Linked DNA regions of Mus musculus: all the other regions are linked to region 3. The links are chromatin contacts, called in public HiChIP or PLAC-seq and promoter capture Hi-C maps. All regions are on one chromosome and are shown on one strand. Each heading gives the region's core, a stretch centred on a gene start, on an enhancer-like site or on the middle of the called end of the contact. The rest is flanking DNA. Distances are from core to core; before and after follow the strand shown.

The links. Promoter capture Hi-C pulls out the DNA fragments that hold promoters and counts their contacts. HiChIP or PLAC-seq counts read pairs in DNA pulled down with a chosen protein or histone mark.
Region 1: a promoter capture Hi-C map of cranial neural crest shows a contact between it and region 3. The contact joins the promoter of Rundc3b here to the promoter of Steap2 in region 3. A contact is called at or near these places in 2 of 39 promoter capture datasets (cranial neural crest and liver).
Region 2: a contact with region 3 is called in a promoter capture Hi-C map of second pharyngeal arch cranial neural crest. The contact joins the enhancer-like site here to the promoter of Steap2 in region 3. A contact is called at or near these places in 9 of 39 promoter capture datasets (the 3T3-L1 cell line, cranial neural crest, frontonasal cranial neural crest and 5 more), 7 of 115 datasets of contacts at active chromatin or transcription factors (embryonic forebrain, embryonic limb bud, embryonic stem cells and 3 more) and 1 of 9 other capture datasets (embryonic stem cells).
Region 4: an H3K4me3 HiChIP or PLAC-seq map of stem cell-derived neural progenitor cells shows a contact between it and region 3, with 8 times the contacts expected there. The contact joins the enhancer-like site here to the promoter of Steap2 in region 3. A contact is called at or near these places in 6 of 39 promoter capture datasets (cranial neural crest, embryonic stem cells, frontonasal cranial neural crest and 3 more), 2 of 115 datasets of contacts at active chromatin or transcription factors (astrocytes and stem cell-derived neural progenitor cells) and 1 of 9 other capture datasets (embryonic stem cells).
Region 5: a promoter capture Hi-C map of hippocampal neurons shows a contact between it and region 3, with 5 times the contacts expected there. The contact joins the promoter of Dbf4 here to the promoter of Steap2 in region 3. A contact is called at or near these places in 6 of 39 promoter capture datasets (the 3T3-L1 cell line, cranial neural crest, hippocampal neurons and 3 more), 1 of 484 Hi-C or Micro-C datasets (embryonic stem cells), 7 of 115 datasets of contacts at active chromatin or transcription factors (astrocytes, embryonic stem cells, epiblast stem cells and 1 more) and 1 of 9 other capture datasets (embryonic stem cells).

What each region holds. Positions count from the first base shown.
Region 1 is chr5:8,621,592-8,624,291 of GRCm38.p6, reverse strand. It overlaps Rundc3b (RUN domain containing 3B), which reads left to right and starts at 1,340. Exons shown (of 11, transcript NM_001347311.1): 1 at 1,340-1,804. The coding sequence starts at 1,680. The region is part of intron 2 of Abcb1a (ATP-binding cassette, sub-family B (MDR/TAP), member 1A); the gene reads right to left.
Region 2 is chr5:7,995,379-7,998,078 of GRCm38.p6, reverse strand. No RefSeq gene overlaps it. Among named protein-coding and RNA genes, the nearest start is that of Steap4, 36 kb to the right of the region's middle. Within about 2 kb of position 1,273, at least 15 of the 459 cell types and tissues checked have an H3K27ac peak or open chromatin away from gene starts, as enhancers often do. A contact at or near this core is called in embryonic limb bud and second pharyngeal arch cranial neural crest, where this site is marked.
Region 3 is chr5:5,692,823-5,695,522 of GRCm38.p6, reverse strand. Steap2 (six transmembrane epithelial antigen of prostate 2) reads left to right here and starts at 1,434. Exons shown (of 6, transcript NM_001103156.2): 1 at 1,434-1,565. The region is part of intron 1 of Gm40262 (a long non-coding RNA gene); the gene reads right to left.
Region 4 is chr5:8,355,261-8,357,960 of GRCm38.p6, reverse strand. The region is part of intron 2 of Adam22 (a disintegrin and metallopeptidase domain 22); the gene reads left to right. Among named protein-coding and RNA genes, the nearest start is that of Adam22, 12 kb to the left of the region's middle. Within about 2 kb of position 1,425, at least 91 of the 459 cell types and tissues checked have an H3K27ac peak or open chromatin away from gene starts, as enhancers often do. A contact at or near this core is called in astrocytes and stem cell-derived neural progenitor cells, where this site is marked.
Region 5 is chr5:8,421,329-8,424,028 of GRCm38.p6, reverse strand. Dbf4 (DBF4 zinc finger) reads left to right here and starts at 1,313. Exons shown (of 12, transcript NM_013726.3): 1 at 1,313-1,562; 2 at 2,636-2,700. The coding sequence starts at 1,517. Slc25a40 (solute carrier family 25, member 40) reads right to left here and starts at 1,191. Exons shown (of 12, transcript NM_178766.5): 1 at 990-1,191.

The DNA.
Region 1 (2,700 bases), core at 91-2,590, 2.9 Mb before region 3:
TTTGCCTTACAGAAGCTTTGCAATTTTATGAGGTCCCATTTGTCAATTCTTGATCTTACAGCACAAGCCATTGCTCTTCTATTCAGGAATTTTCCCCCTGTGCATATCTTTGAGGCTTTCCCTCACTTTCTCCTCTATAAGTTTCAGTGTCTCTGGTTTTATGTGGAGTTCCTTGATCCACTTAGACTTGACCTTAGTACAAGGAGATAGGAATGGATCAATTTGCATTCTTCTACATGATAACCTCCAGTTGTGCCAGCACCATTTGTTGAAAATGCTGTCTTTTTTTCCACTGGATGGTTTTAGCTCCCTTGTAGAAATTTTCTTAATAATTAATTTTTATTTTAACATAATTATATTTAAGAGGTAGAGGTGAGACTTTGTCCTGATTTTAGATTTTCAAAATTTAAAAACAAACAAACAAACAAACAAAACCTGAAGTCTGGACATACTTACAGGCAGTCTGAGGTGAATGTCAGAGGTCAGGGTCTCAAGCCCGTAGCCTCCCATAGGTAAAGCCAGAGGTAAAGCCAGAGAAGTAGAGACTACAAAGTGGTCCTCCCAAGGGGCTTATTGGGACTCCAAGGCAGGATTTCCCTCTGCCCTTGACAAACCTCCTCCATGGCTCACGAGCTGCAATTCAGTTCAGATCTCACTGCACAGAACCCAAGACTGGACATCCCCACTACACTCGTTTTTCTATGGTCAATGTGGTTTCAAGGCTGTGCTGGACACTGAGTAAGATGAGGTGAATTCTGACCAGATTCACGGGAAGAGAAATGCCATGGGCGCACTCCCTGATGCCACTGTGTCGTTGTTTGTCAGGTTCAAAGGGGGCGTTTGGGACAAATGGAACTCTTCTTCTATTCTAGGTAACCCCCACTTCCCACCCCACCCAACTATGGCATTCTCCTGCTGAGGCTACTGAAGCCTCAGGACCAGGAATCTGCCATGAACTTAGCCTTGTCAGGGTGACTATGGACCACAGTCACCGTGGAGTAGGCACAGCAAAGCCGGCTTTCCAAGCCAAGGCTGCCTCGCCGGGCTCACCAAGGTGCTGCACGAGCCGACCCGCGTTCTGACAGAGGCCCACGCGCCAGGGCGGGGCTTAAGCGAGCCTCTTTAAAAGCTCCTGGGGCGGGTCCCGCCCCCACCTCTCGTCATTGGCTCTCTCCGTAGCGGCCTTGTTCCCATAGGTGCAGGGGGCGGGGGCTGAGTGAGACAGGCGTGGGGAGGGGGGCTTCACCTCAGCGGCTCCGCCCTGCTGGAAGAATGACGTGCGGTTAGGCCTGCGGGGTGACAGGCTCGCCCGGGCGCTGGTGCGGCGTCCCTGGAGACTCGGAGCCCGCCCTCCCGCCCGCCCGCCCGCGCGCGCTTCTCTCGTGGACGGCGGCGGCGGCGCGCGCGCGCGCGAGCGAGGGTGGAGGTGGCTCGTGCGTGCGTGTGAGTGAGCGCGTGTGTATGTGTGAGAGAGCGTGTGTGAGTGTGTGTGCACGCGCGCGTGGAGCCTGGGTACCGGTGCCCGACTGACTGCCTTCCACACCCTGCCTACTCCGCGCCTCCTTCCTCGCCTCTCTCCCGCCCGGCGGGCTGCCATCGTTGAGAGAAGGCCGGGGGACACAGGTGTGCGAGGCTTGCGGGACCGCTGGAGACAAAGGGGGCGCGGAGGTGAGCCCGCCATGGCCTCCCGGAGCCTGGGGGGCCTGAGCGGGAGCCGCGGCGGCGGCGGCGGCGGCGGCGGCAAGAAGAGCCTGAGCGCCCGCAACGCTGCGGTGGAGAGGAGGAACCTGATCACCGTGTGCAGGTGCGGGGCTGCGGGCGCCGGGCTGAGGGAGGTGCTGGGGCTCGGCGCTGCGGCCCGTGCCGCGCGTGTCCGCGGGCCAGCGGGGCCCTGCAGAGGGGCGGGAGCCTCTCCCCGCGAGGCCGTGGGCTAGCCCTCGCGTCTCAGGGTCCTCGCTTGGAGGCTGCCCGGGGAGGGCCGGGGCGGAGCCGGGGAGGAACCGTTTGGAACCGGCCAGCTTGCGTCTGAGGAGAAGAGGGCGGAGGAAGAGCAGCATCCAGCTGCTGTAGTAGTTACTGAGATGTCCCCAAATCCCTGTGCGTTCTCTTGCTGTCGCTTGTTGGCGTACGCATTTTCACTCCTCTCCCTCGGCCCTTATCTGTATTGGGTATCTAAGTCTTGTCAACTACAGTGCTTGTGCAATTGTGGAAGACTCCTGGTCAGTCCTTTTGGGCATTTATTTAAGTGCTTCCTGGTTGTAAATGTAGCCCTTCCTCCAGGAATTATAGAAATAGATCATCACTATCTATAAATCAAGAATTCAGAAAAAAACTGATTTTGAACAAGCTGATAAATTTTCTTTAAGTCTTATAATATTCTAGGCATCCATCTCTTAGTAACTACTCAGAGCCAATACGCTCTGTTAAAAATGATTTTGTTCCATCATACTGGTTAATCATCAACTACTGATAATTCTCTTGTTATCAGGTAAATGATGAAACCTTTCCTGCCTCTCTGGCTTATGTCTATTTTTTTTTTTCCTTATGTAAAATCGTGGCTAGCATCTTAAGCAGATTGCAGATATCTGTAGTAGGAATGACATTCAGTATTTAAGCAACTTTTAAAAAGTTGGATTCTAATGAATGCTCATCTTTCAGGAAGAGCTTTGCTCACAGTTTGCATTGTAAGTGGTAAAGTAA
Region 2 (2,700 bases), core at 24-2,523, 2.3 Mb before region 3:
AGACTTGAAGTTCTTGTCATACGGGCCTTTCCCTTGCTTGAGTAGAGTTACTCCAAAATACATTAAATGATTTGTGCCTACTATAAGGTGTGTTGTCTTCCTAACTTGTCTCTTACTCTGTTTTTGTTTGTATAAAGCAGGGCTACAAATGTTTCTTTTTGAGTTAATTTTGTATCCAGCCATCTTGATGAAGGTGTTTCTCAGCGGTAGGAGTTCTCTGGTAGAATTTTGGGTTGGATGCTTTGACTTCTTCCATTACAATTCGTGTCCCCTTGATTTCCTTAGTTGACTTATTGCTCTAGCGAGAACTTCAAGTATTGTGTTGAATAGATATGGAGAGAGCAAACAGCTTCGTCTCATTACCAATTTTAGTGGAGTTGTTTTAAGTTTTTCTCCATTTAACTTGATGTTGGATATTGGCTTGCTGTATATTGCTTTTATTGTATTTAGGTATGTGCCTTGTATCCCTAATTTCTCTTAAGACTTCTAGCATGAAGGATGTTGGATTTTGTCAAAGGCCTTTTCAGCATTTAATGAGATGATCACATGATTTTTTTCTTTCAGTCTATTTATGTGAAGGATTCATTGATGTATTTCCGTATATTGAACCATATCTACATCCCTGGAATAAAACCTACTTGATCATGATGGATGGTATTTTTGATGTGTTCCTGGATTTGGTCTGAGAGTATTTAATTGAGTATTTTTACATCAATGTTCATATGAGAAGTTGGTCTGATGTTCTCTTTCTTGGTCATATCTTTGCCTGCTTTGTGTATCAGGGGGACTGTGGCTTCTCAGGATGAGTTTGGCGGTGTTCTTTCTGTTCCTCTTTTGTGTAATAATTTGAGGGTTATTGGTGTTAGCTCTTTCTTGAAAATAGGTATAATTCTATGGCAAACCCATCTGACCTTGGGGCTTTTAATTTTTTTTTATTTTTAATTTTTTGGTTGGGAGACTTTTAATGACTCCTTCTATTTCCTTAGGGCTGTTTAAATAGTTTACTTGACCATGATTTAACTTTAGTGTTATCTGTCTAGAAAACAATCAAATTCGTTAAGATTTTCAATTTTGTGGAGAGCGGGCTTTTGAAGAAAGCTTTAGGAAATTTTTTGAAATTCCCTAAAGGTTGGGCTGCTGGTGTTGCAGTTACAAATCCTGTCCATTAGGTGGCAGAAGAACACCATATTTGAATATTTTTAAATTGTTCATAATCTTTCCCCCCATTTGCAGGAGGTTACAGTGTCTGGAGGAGCTCCTTCATGTCTGAGGGAAGCATTTTAACTGATGCCAAGTGTTTCTGAAAAAGTAGAGGGCTAATATGATGCAGATGTGCTGCCAATGCCGCCCCGAACTGGAAAACTGGAAGGAATGATTGCCTGCTTTGCCTCACCTTTCACACCTTGAGCTCCTAGCAACAAAGTAAACTAGGAAGGCAGAGGGCAAACGAGTCTGGGGAATTCATGCTGTAAAGTCCCAGCACAGACCTGAGTAAGGAAGAGAGAGGCTTGGTGATGACAGAACAGGGTATGTCTGTCACATGATTCAGGTAGGAAGGGGATGCTGGTTGGGGTCCTGGTATAATTGAGGAGAAATTGACAATGATTATCGTTTTAAAAATTAAATTAGATATGCATGCTACTAAAGACAATCGTGAACTGGTATCACCTTCATCGACACAGGGCAGCACGTTCTATTCTAGTATGTAGATGCAGGCAGGAACAGACAGCGCTTAGGCAACTGAGAGGCTCAGCTGGTGAAGCCAGGACATGAGTTTGAGCCCCAGAACCCACCAAAGAATGGATGGTGGGCAGAGCGAACTGATTCCAGATCACGTATGCTTCCTCTCTCTACCCCCGCGTCACAGAAAAGCAAATGTGGGTTATTCTCACTGGAAAGCATGGATTCATCTATCGCTGTGTATAGACGACATGACCGAGGTATATATAAATCCCTGAAGATTCAGTTAAGACATCGTTAAAATTGGTAAATTCAGTTATATTACAGAATATAAGATCAACACATAACAGTTAGTAGAATTTCTACTACACAACTGAAAAATAAATCAAAACTAACTAAGCAAAGTATTTGGGATAAATTTATTCAAAAAGGTGAAAAGAACTTTGTAATGAAACTATAAAGTACTGATGAAAGATTTGAAGAGGACACACACACATACACACTCACACATATATGCTCACATATACCACAGTACACACTCACACAGACTACACAGACACCATACTCCCCCACTACAGACACACACACACACATACACTCACACACTCACACCACACACACTCACATACATACCTCACATACATACATATATACATACACACATATACCACACACACATGTATCCTCACATACAACACATACACACACCACGCATATACACATACTCACACATACCACATACTCACATATAACACACACACTCACATACATATACATACCCATATATACACATACCACACACAAACACATGCAACTCACACATATCACACATACTACACACACCACAAATACAAACACTCACACACTCACACTCATACACATACCCCATACCCATACACTCACATATATACACATACATACACACCACACAGACAACACAAACACATACACACTCAGACACCATACACACTCATACATACTCTCACACACAGATACCATACACATATACACTTGCATACC
Region 3 (2,700 bases), core at 185-2,684:
TTCTGGAAATTGTTGACTCATTCATTCTTTTGGGAGGCAAATGGTTTCGCATACTATTTTTTTTTTTAAATAAACAGAGTCCATGTCTCAACAGCTTTTAAAGATATTTTAAATGTACAACTTACCTGTTTTCTGTAATAACTTATGGCTTTGTACAACTGAGAATAAAAACGTGATAACCTTTGCTAGACCTTATGTAATGCTTTTGTTTATGTGATTGGAAAGCTACATCTTCTCACCAAATGCTAAGGACACAGCAGTTTCCTCCACTGGTCCTCCAAAAGTGTTAGAAATACCCTGCTGTTTTCACTATTTGACAGTAGTTGAAGTGAAACAATAAACACTGATATAAAATGTAAGGATTTTTTTTCTCCCCGTTACCAAAATGGAAAGTATTTCCCAGTTGTCAGTCTTTCCCCCTAATACATCACTAACAGCGGAGTTTGTGCCTAAACTTTAAACCTCAGCTGTATGTATTTGGGGGTGGGGAAGAGATGCTTTTCACAAGGATCAAACAAAGAATGTTTCCCAGGTTGAACTTGCAGAGGTTAATCTGTGTATGCCTTTCAAAGGGGAAAGTGCAGTGCCCTGAGGATCGATCTAAGACCCTCTTCTGCTTTTGTTCTGATTTGTCTAGTTAATAAACCACCAAGAAAGATAATTTTTAAACCTAATTTGCTGAAATGAGAATTTACTAACGTCTGAGGGTGGGGGAAGTAAATTTGACAATTTTCGACAAATTGGTTTTATATTAAAAAAAAATCTCCACTGACACTTTTGACTAAAAAGGTAAATAAAAGATCCCCATCTACTTGTTAATCCAAAATCGGGGGGGGGGGGGATTAGAGAAAGCAAGGTGCCCTTACACAGCTCAGCGAACCCTGGATGCTCCAAGGCCACTGCAGCTCTCCGCAGGCACGCTGGTCTCCTGACTCGGCTTCACCTTCCAGTCCGCACAGAGCTCGGGGGCACCGGCGACAGGGAAGGTCAGAGTCCACAGACTAACCCCTACAGCCCACGGCTGAGAAGGGCCTCCAGTCCCAGGGAGTTTTAAAATGCGGTTCGTGGAAGGGCATTTCTGATCATTCCCTTTCAAGGACATGATGCAGCCGAAAGGGAGAAAAAAAGCGCACTTTCTTCGAGGTTTGTGTGGAACAGAGTAGGGAGAAGGGGGGTGGACAGGGAGGAGGGCACTAATCAAAGCCAAGTCCGGGGCGGCGTGGCGAGCGTCTCGGAGGTAGTGGAGTGTAAACGCGGGCGGGATCCACGTAGGGCTGCTCCCACGGGGGGTCTCCGCAAGATCGCGCGCAGGCGTGGGGACCGCGGCCGGGTGGGTCCCCACGCACTCTGCCCCGACCGACCCGCGCCCCCCTGCGCGTCACCGCCAGCCCTGCCTCCGCGCGCCTCCTCCTGCTCCACCTCCCCGGCGCGGCGCGGTCCGGCTCGGGGGCAGGAGGAGCTTGGGCGGGAGGAGCACTCCGTAGGCCCGGGAGCTCGGCGGGCCCTCGGCGCGGGGGAGCCACGGCGCTGCGCTGCGAGCGTGGCTCGGAGAAGAGGGCGTGGAGGTGAGCCGGGTGGCCAGAGCGCCGAGGTGGCCGATCCGGGGTCGCCGAGCAGCGGGTGCTGTGCGGGAGCCGCATCTTTCCTCCCGGATTCCGGGGGGGGCTTGGAGCTGGCCAGGGGGCGAGTGGGAGGGGTGCTGGAGGGCGTCCGTCGCACGCATTCCGCCCCCTTATCCCCGTCGGTCTTCCCAGAGCTCTGGGAAGTCCTCGGGTCCGGGCCCAACAGAAAGGAGGCCAGGAGAGACCTTGTCCCAGGTCGGATGTGCCCGAAAGGGAAAGGACCCGCAGGTTACTTTTGCCAGCCACTTTGGATTGATGCGGCACTTTTCACTGTCGTACAGCACTGCTTGCCAAACAGGTAAATAATGCCTGCAGTGGCTTTGCTTATAAACCCGGTCATGTAATCCGGGTGTGCTCAGGCCATTTTGCGTTTAGAAGTAATTGGTCTGGTCTTTCAGTGTCCTTAATTACCTCTGCGTCCCGTGTTCAGCCTCAGCTGAAACTTGTTGAAAATTATGCCCTAAAAATCTTGTTCTGAAAATAACATAGGGAGATAAAGAGATTTTATTTTTCCTGTGGTCGGGGAGAATTCCATTTATTATCTTCACTATCCTGTGAAGCAGGATTGGTGTCAGTGTTTACTCTTCAGGCAGATTGTTTGTTTGTTTGTTTGTTTTTAAGTAGAAAAACTTATTCTGACCCACATTTAATTATCGCCCATCACTGTAGGTGAAATAAAATTCAGACTCCTGCCCCCACTTCAACCCTCAGTACTTGATTACCTAAAGCCCCAGTTAACCACCCCACTGCTTGCAACCTTCTTCTCTCTAGTCTACCCTACCACCACCCTTTTAATAGTTTTTTTAATTACTTATTTACTGAGTTGATGTTTTCTTTGACACTGTACTCACCCCCCCCCCTCCATCCCCCGCATCCTCAAGATAACCTATTTGGAAACGTAAGATAGGAAAACCAGAGTGTTTAGCTGCACCGGGGCAGCTATCAGGCTGCCTGGAGATGCTCCTGAGATGGTGGCATTCACTGCGGTTTCTGCCTCTCAGCTAGTCTGGGCGGGGTGGGCTGGCTGGGGCTGGGGCTGGGGGGCAGTTTCAGCAGTGATAAGTTAGCTAATTGTGAA
Region 4 (2,700 bases), core at 176-2,675, 2.7 Mb before region 3:
TTTTAGCTTCAGTGCATAGAGAAGCACAGGACAACGGCACTCAGCTTTGTTGTATTGTGTTCTGTTGCGGTGGTGAGTGGAGGCAGTCATGTAGCAAGCACCCAGCACAGGAGTGTTGATCCATGCCTGGGGAGGACTCTGTCTGTGTTTCTGCTCCAACTCCTTGTTCTTGTTCTATGGACTGTTCCTTGGTTAATAATGCGTTCCCTCTCTTTCTTTGTAACCTGTCTGCGAGCTTGGCCACCGTTTTGTTCCTTATTTTCTTGTGAACCTAGGAAATGCTTCTCTGCAGCCTTTAGAGTACCTTAGCTTTCCTCTTCTTTCTGTCAAGTACCTCTGTTTCCCTTAGCAACGGAAACAAACGCAGTCCTCTGGAGGGTGGCTTGCACCAGCGTTGGTACGCGTGCTGGACACAGCTTACTTTTGTGGTTTGGAAATGTGTGACAGGTCAACAAGCTCTTCGTTTTTCCACTTACTGTGTGGTAGTATTTCATGTGACTCCCTTCCTCTTTTTCTTGGATTCCACTTCTGTTGGCTCTCGTTCATTTTCTTCATTGTGTATGTATCACACACTCTGTGCAGAAGGCCTCCTTCCTCACATCATTGCCCTGGCTCTTGTTCCTCTGACCCCGTGGCTCCCAGCTTCCTGTGCTCAGTCAGTCACTACTCCATCCTGGCTGAGCCTGACACTTTGAAAGTCTTGCACCAGGACAGGGATCCGTTGCAGCAGGAGAGTGACGATGTGCCTTATTGCTGCAGGATGCATATTCAGCATAAAGGAATGAGGAGGCATTTTACAGGCTACTCCGAGTCAGACTTGCCTCGGGCGTAGCATACAATTGTGTGTGCTTTTGTGTGGGCTGTGTGTGTGTGAGTGTGTGGGTGTATGTGTGTCCAGACACTGATATCTGTGTGGAGTTGTTTCCATGAGATAGACTGTAGTCTTGGATCTCAGACTTGGTAATTCATACTTACTATTGTCTGCTGCTCAGCACTGTGCCTGTCAAGGTATTCAGGAAACATTTTTAGGTTTTTTTTTTCTCTCAATTTTCTGTCTCAAAGATATGAAGAAAAAAATCTAAGACCATTATGTTATTGACTAATAGAGTTTTGAGACATTTGCTGTAGTTATAAATTCTTTCCAGTAGATATTCAAATTTTTAGTCAGGTAGTGTCTAATGTGCGCTCTCTTTCCTTCCTTTCCCACAAGTATTCCTGCTGCTCCAAGCAGAGTACTGTCTACAATATGCCCTGGTTCTCTGAGGACCTGCATAATGACACTGGGAACTGAAATCTGAGTCCCTTTTGCTTTGACACCAAGGCAGAGCTTGTCAGAAAAGTCAGAGCCTGAGTGCTGAGGGGCCGGGATGACAGAGGACTTGGCAGGAACTTGGATGGCTGTGAGCCTGCTGACATTCCACCACATAAAGCTGTCTTACTGTCTCATGGACTCCTAAATCACCATGACACAATCGCTCATGTCAGCTTATAGCCCTGTCTCCCCTAGCAAAAATAAATCCAAGCTATTTAACCTTCTGGGCTGAGTTGACTCAGCAGGCTGTGCCATTTGCTGCCAGGAGCAGCATCTTCATTGAGACAACCATGTTTGGTCTTTTGTGAGAGTGTCATATGAGGTTTCTGATAGATTTGAGTTCATGGGACATATTCAGGTGAGGATTTTCTTGAATGGTCATTCTTTAATTTTTAACCGCAGTTATAAACTAAGGCAGTACTTAAATTTTTTTCACTGAAGCTAAGTCCCAGATAAGTCTTGTATCATAATTTTGTTTTAACCTTTTCTAATTTTTATATTTATTTTGTGAAAATGTGTTATTTAATACTAATAAAGTTATAGGATTAAACACCAATTCATCATTCATAATTAAGTAGTTAATATGTATAAGACACAAGCATATTACAAAATTTAGTGATAATATAAACTGAATATTTATCAACTATGTACTTGACTTTTAAACAACATTTAACTCTGTGTGTGTGTATGTTTGTATGTATGCGTGTATGTATGTATGTGTGTGTGTATGCGTGTACGTATATGTGTGTACACAAACACGTGCCATGTGGATACGTGAAGGTCAGAAGAACACTTGTGGGAGTCAGTTCTCTCCTTTCATTATTGGTAGATAGTGGAAGTCCCAGGGACAGATCTGAGGTCACCAGGCTTGGAATCAGTCAGCTTTATGCTCTGAGCCATCTCAGTGCATCTCTCCACCCACTTCCTTTTGGAGATCTATGTAGCTGAGGCTGCCCTTGAACTCTCAAGTCTCTCGTTCTTTTCTCTACCTCTCAAGGGTGAGGATTACAGGTGTGAACCACCATTGACCTAGCTTATGCTAATGTTGATGATACATGCTAATATAAGATGCTTTAATATTTTTAAATGTATGAGGTGGTTACCCACATGGTTCCCCATGAGATCTCCATGCTCCTCGAAGAGCTTCATATGCTGGTTTAATTCTGGAGAAGAAACCACACAGGGGAATTTGTAGTCTAAGTAGTTTCATGTGTTTATAGTGTGGTGTGAGTGGAGGATCTGAGAATAGGGTTAAGTAGAAGAGACATCCATTGTCCATGCAGAAAAGATGCTGTGGGAAAAGGTGTGTTTCAAGTGTCAGTCTGGAAAAGTGAGCTCCTTAACTATCGTTATGACTTCACGTAACCCTGGGTAGTGCCAGAAACAGA
Region 5 (2,700 bases), core at 64-2,563, 2.7 Mb before region 3:
CTCCCTCTCCTCACTCGCACTGCCTCATCCCCTGACTCTCCACTTCATCTCACAAGCTCTACTCCAAGGCATTCCCCCTTCCCTCGTGGCTTTAATTCTACTCTGTATTAGTGCTTCTCAAACATTTGAACCAGTTTACAAACATGGAAATTCTGTTTCCTTTCCGTAGTTTACGCTTTGAAAATTGAATCCTCTCCTCATTTTTAAAAAATGTTTGCTCCTCCTTCTCAAGGTCTGTTAAGCACATGTATATTAATTCAAATTCATCAGTACAATGTCTCAACATATTTCCCTTTCTGGCTCCCTCCTCCGGACATTTCTTGAGATTACAAATTAGCTCCGACTGTCTAAAGCAGTTTAATACAGATAGACAGTTCGATGACTGTCGCTCCAGCCTCCGTCCATAACCTGTTTAAAACAAAATCATTTCTTTTAGCAATGCTAATCCAACTTGATGTTGTCTTTGGCGAATAGTCTCACAATTCACCTGTCTGTGCCTGAATATACTTATTTGTACTGACTGTCTTGAGGGTACTCCATCAAAAATCAATACTATAAGGAGTGTCTATTATAGCCAGGAGTTAAGAAATGCAGAACAGTACAAAGCATAACGTCTGTATGGGTGAGAGCAGAAGTATACTCCAAACAAGTTTTGTGAGGCATTTTCTCATTTACAAAGCAAAATTAAAACAAATCACGTACGCCTGAATTTCGTCTTGACCATAATCCCGTATTCCCGTTTTACAGATGAAAAACCCTGAGACTTCATTTTCCACTCTTTTATTGCTACAAAAAGGACAATTATACACACAGAGAGAAAGAACAGGTCTGTACAGAACAAAGTACCCAAAGGGCTGCGAGAGTCGGATCCGGCGGGTGGACCCCGGCCCCGCCGCCACCGCGGCCACCCGGGACCTTTGCGGCCCGTCTGCAAGGTCGGCGGGAGCCCAGGGCCGGCCCCGCGTCCCACACAGGGTTAACTGGAGTACCTGGTGGCGAGGCGACTGCAAGGCCCGGGTCTCAGCCAGCCTAGCAGGTGATGTCGACCACGAGGTGAAGCCTCCGAGGCTAACCGCGTCCACCGCCCTGGCTGCCCCACACTCCAAGTATGCAGAGCGGAGCCGGAACTCGAGGAGGACGCGGGAGAGCCGGGTCTGAGGCCCCGCGGGCTGGCGCGCCGGGGGCGTGGTCAGCATCCGGGGGCGGGGCCCGCGGGGCGCGAGGCGGGGCAGGTGGAGCCTGCGCGAGGCCGGCCCCGGCGTAGGAAGGGCGGGGAGCGCGTCTGGGCGCCGCGGTCGCGTGACGCGTTTTCAAATCTTTAACCGCCGCGGCTCCCGGGTCTGAGCTACAGCCTCTTCCTGCTCCGAGCCTCCGCGCCGGAACCGGCCCTCAAGCGCGGCCCGGCGCCGAGGCCGAGGCCGGAGCCGGGGCCGGGGAGGCCCTGGGAGCTTTGTGTTCGCGGCCGTTCCATGCGGCCCCCGGTGCGGACCCAGCATGTAGGTGCCTGGTGGCTGCCATGAACCTCGAGACCATGAGGATCCACAGCAAAGCACCTCTCCCGGGTATGGAGCCCCTCCCCCGCCGCGGTCCCTTTAATCGTTTCCTGCCTGGCTGGTTCCACGGAGGGTTCTAGAGAGTCTTCCTGCGGAGGGCCTCTTGCCGCTTTTGCGTTTCTGTGGGTTCTCGGCGCCCGCGAGGCGTTCGGTGTTGGTCTCCGTGAGGGACCGACGCTGGCCGGGCCCCTCATGCTCTCCCCGCCTCGGCCGCGAGCGACCCGGCATTCCCGGGGCTGCAGGCTTCAGACAATGCGCGGGTCCCCGACGGCCCCACGGAGGAGGCGCCCACGCCCATTTGTGACTGTTCCCGTCACTCGTGAGGGAGACGGAGAGGTGTATGTGTGTGTGTTTCAACCTCATAGACAAAAGCAGATTTCAATCTCAATGTTTAATATAAAAAATTTTCATTATAGGGAAAATTCCTAAGAGGTGCATGTGTGTCTAGTAACTAAGTACTAAAGTGCAGGTTGTCTTCGAAAGTTTAAAGAAGATGTTTGATTCTCATCTGCTTTTAAAATAAAAGATGGATGGCATAGTCCTTAGTGGGCTTAGGTTCTTAATATGTAAACAAAGTGCATGAACTCCCTCGTCTAGTTCTTTTAAGTACTAGACAAACTATGAAACCAAAATGCCAGCATTTAGTAACCCCTAAGAATTAGGTTGTTTATTCTAGATGAGTGTGTGTGGCTACCTAGGTAAATAAGCTTTAAATATTTGAAACACCTGTGTTGGGTTTTCACCGACCTGTTAATTACCCACATGACGTTTACACCATGAGAAGGTAAGTTTTCCAGAACAGCTCTATAGAATTCCTGCTTCATACACGGAACAGGAGTAAATAATAACTATTTTCTGCTGATTCAGCTCTTGTTCTCCAGTATAGAGTTTTGTGGAAACCATACAGGACAGTTTGCCTTCATCCTAAGTGGTAATATTAGGGAAAACATTTAGATTCTAATGACTTAATTTGTTATGACTAGTAATGTTTCCTTTCTGCAATAAAGCTGTTGAACATTTTTTGTAAAATAAATTAAAAATTTGTCTGCATAAAATGTTGCCTGATTCTTTTGTAATCACAGGTGGCATCCAAGACAGAAATGAAAAGAATCGACCATCCTTGAAATCCCTGAAGGCTGATAATAGA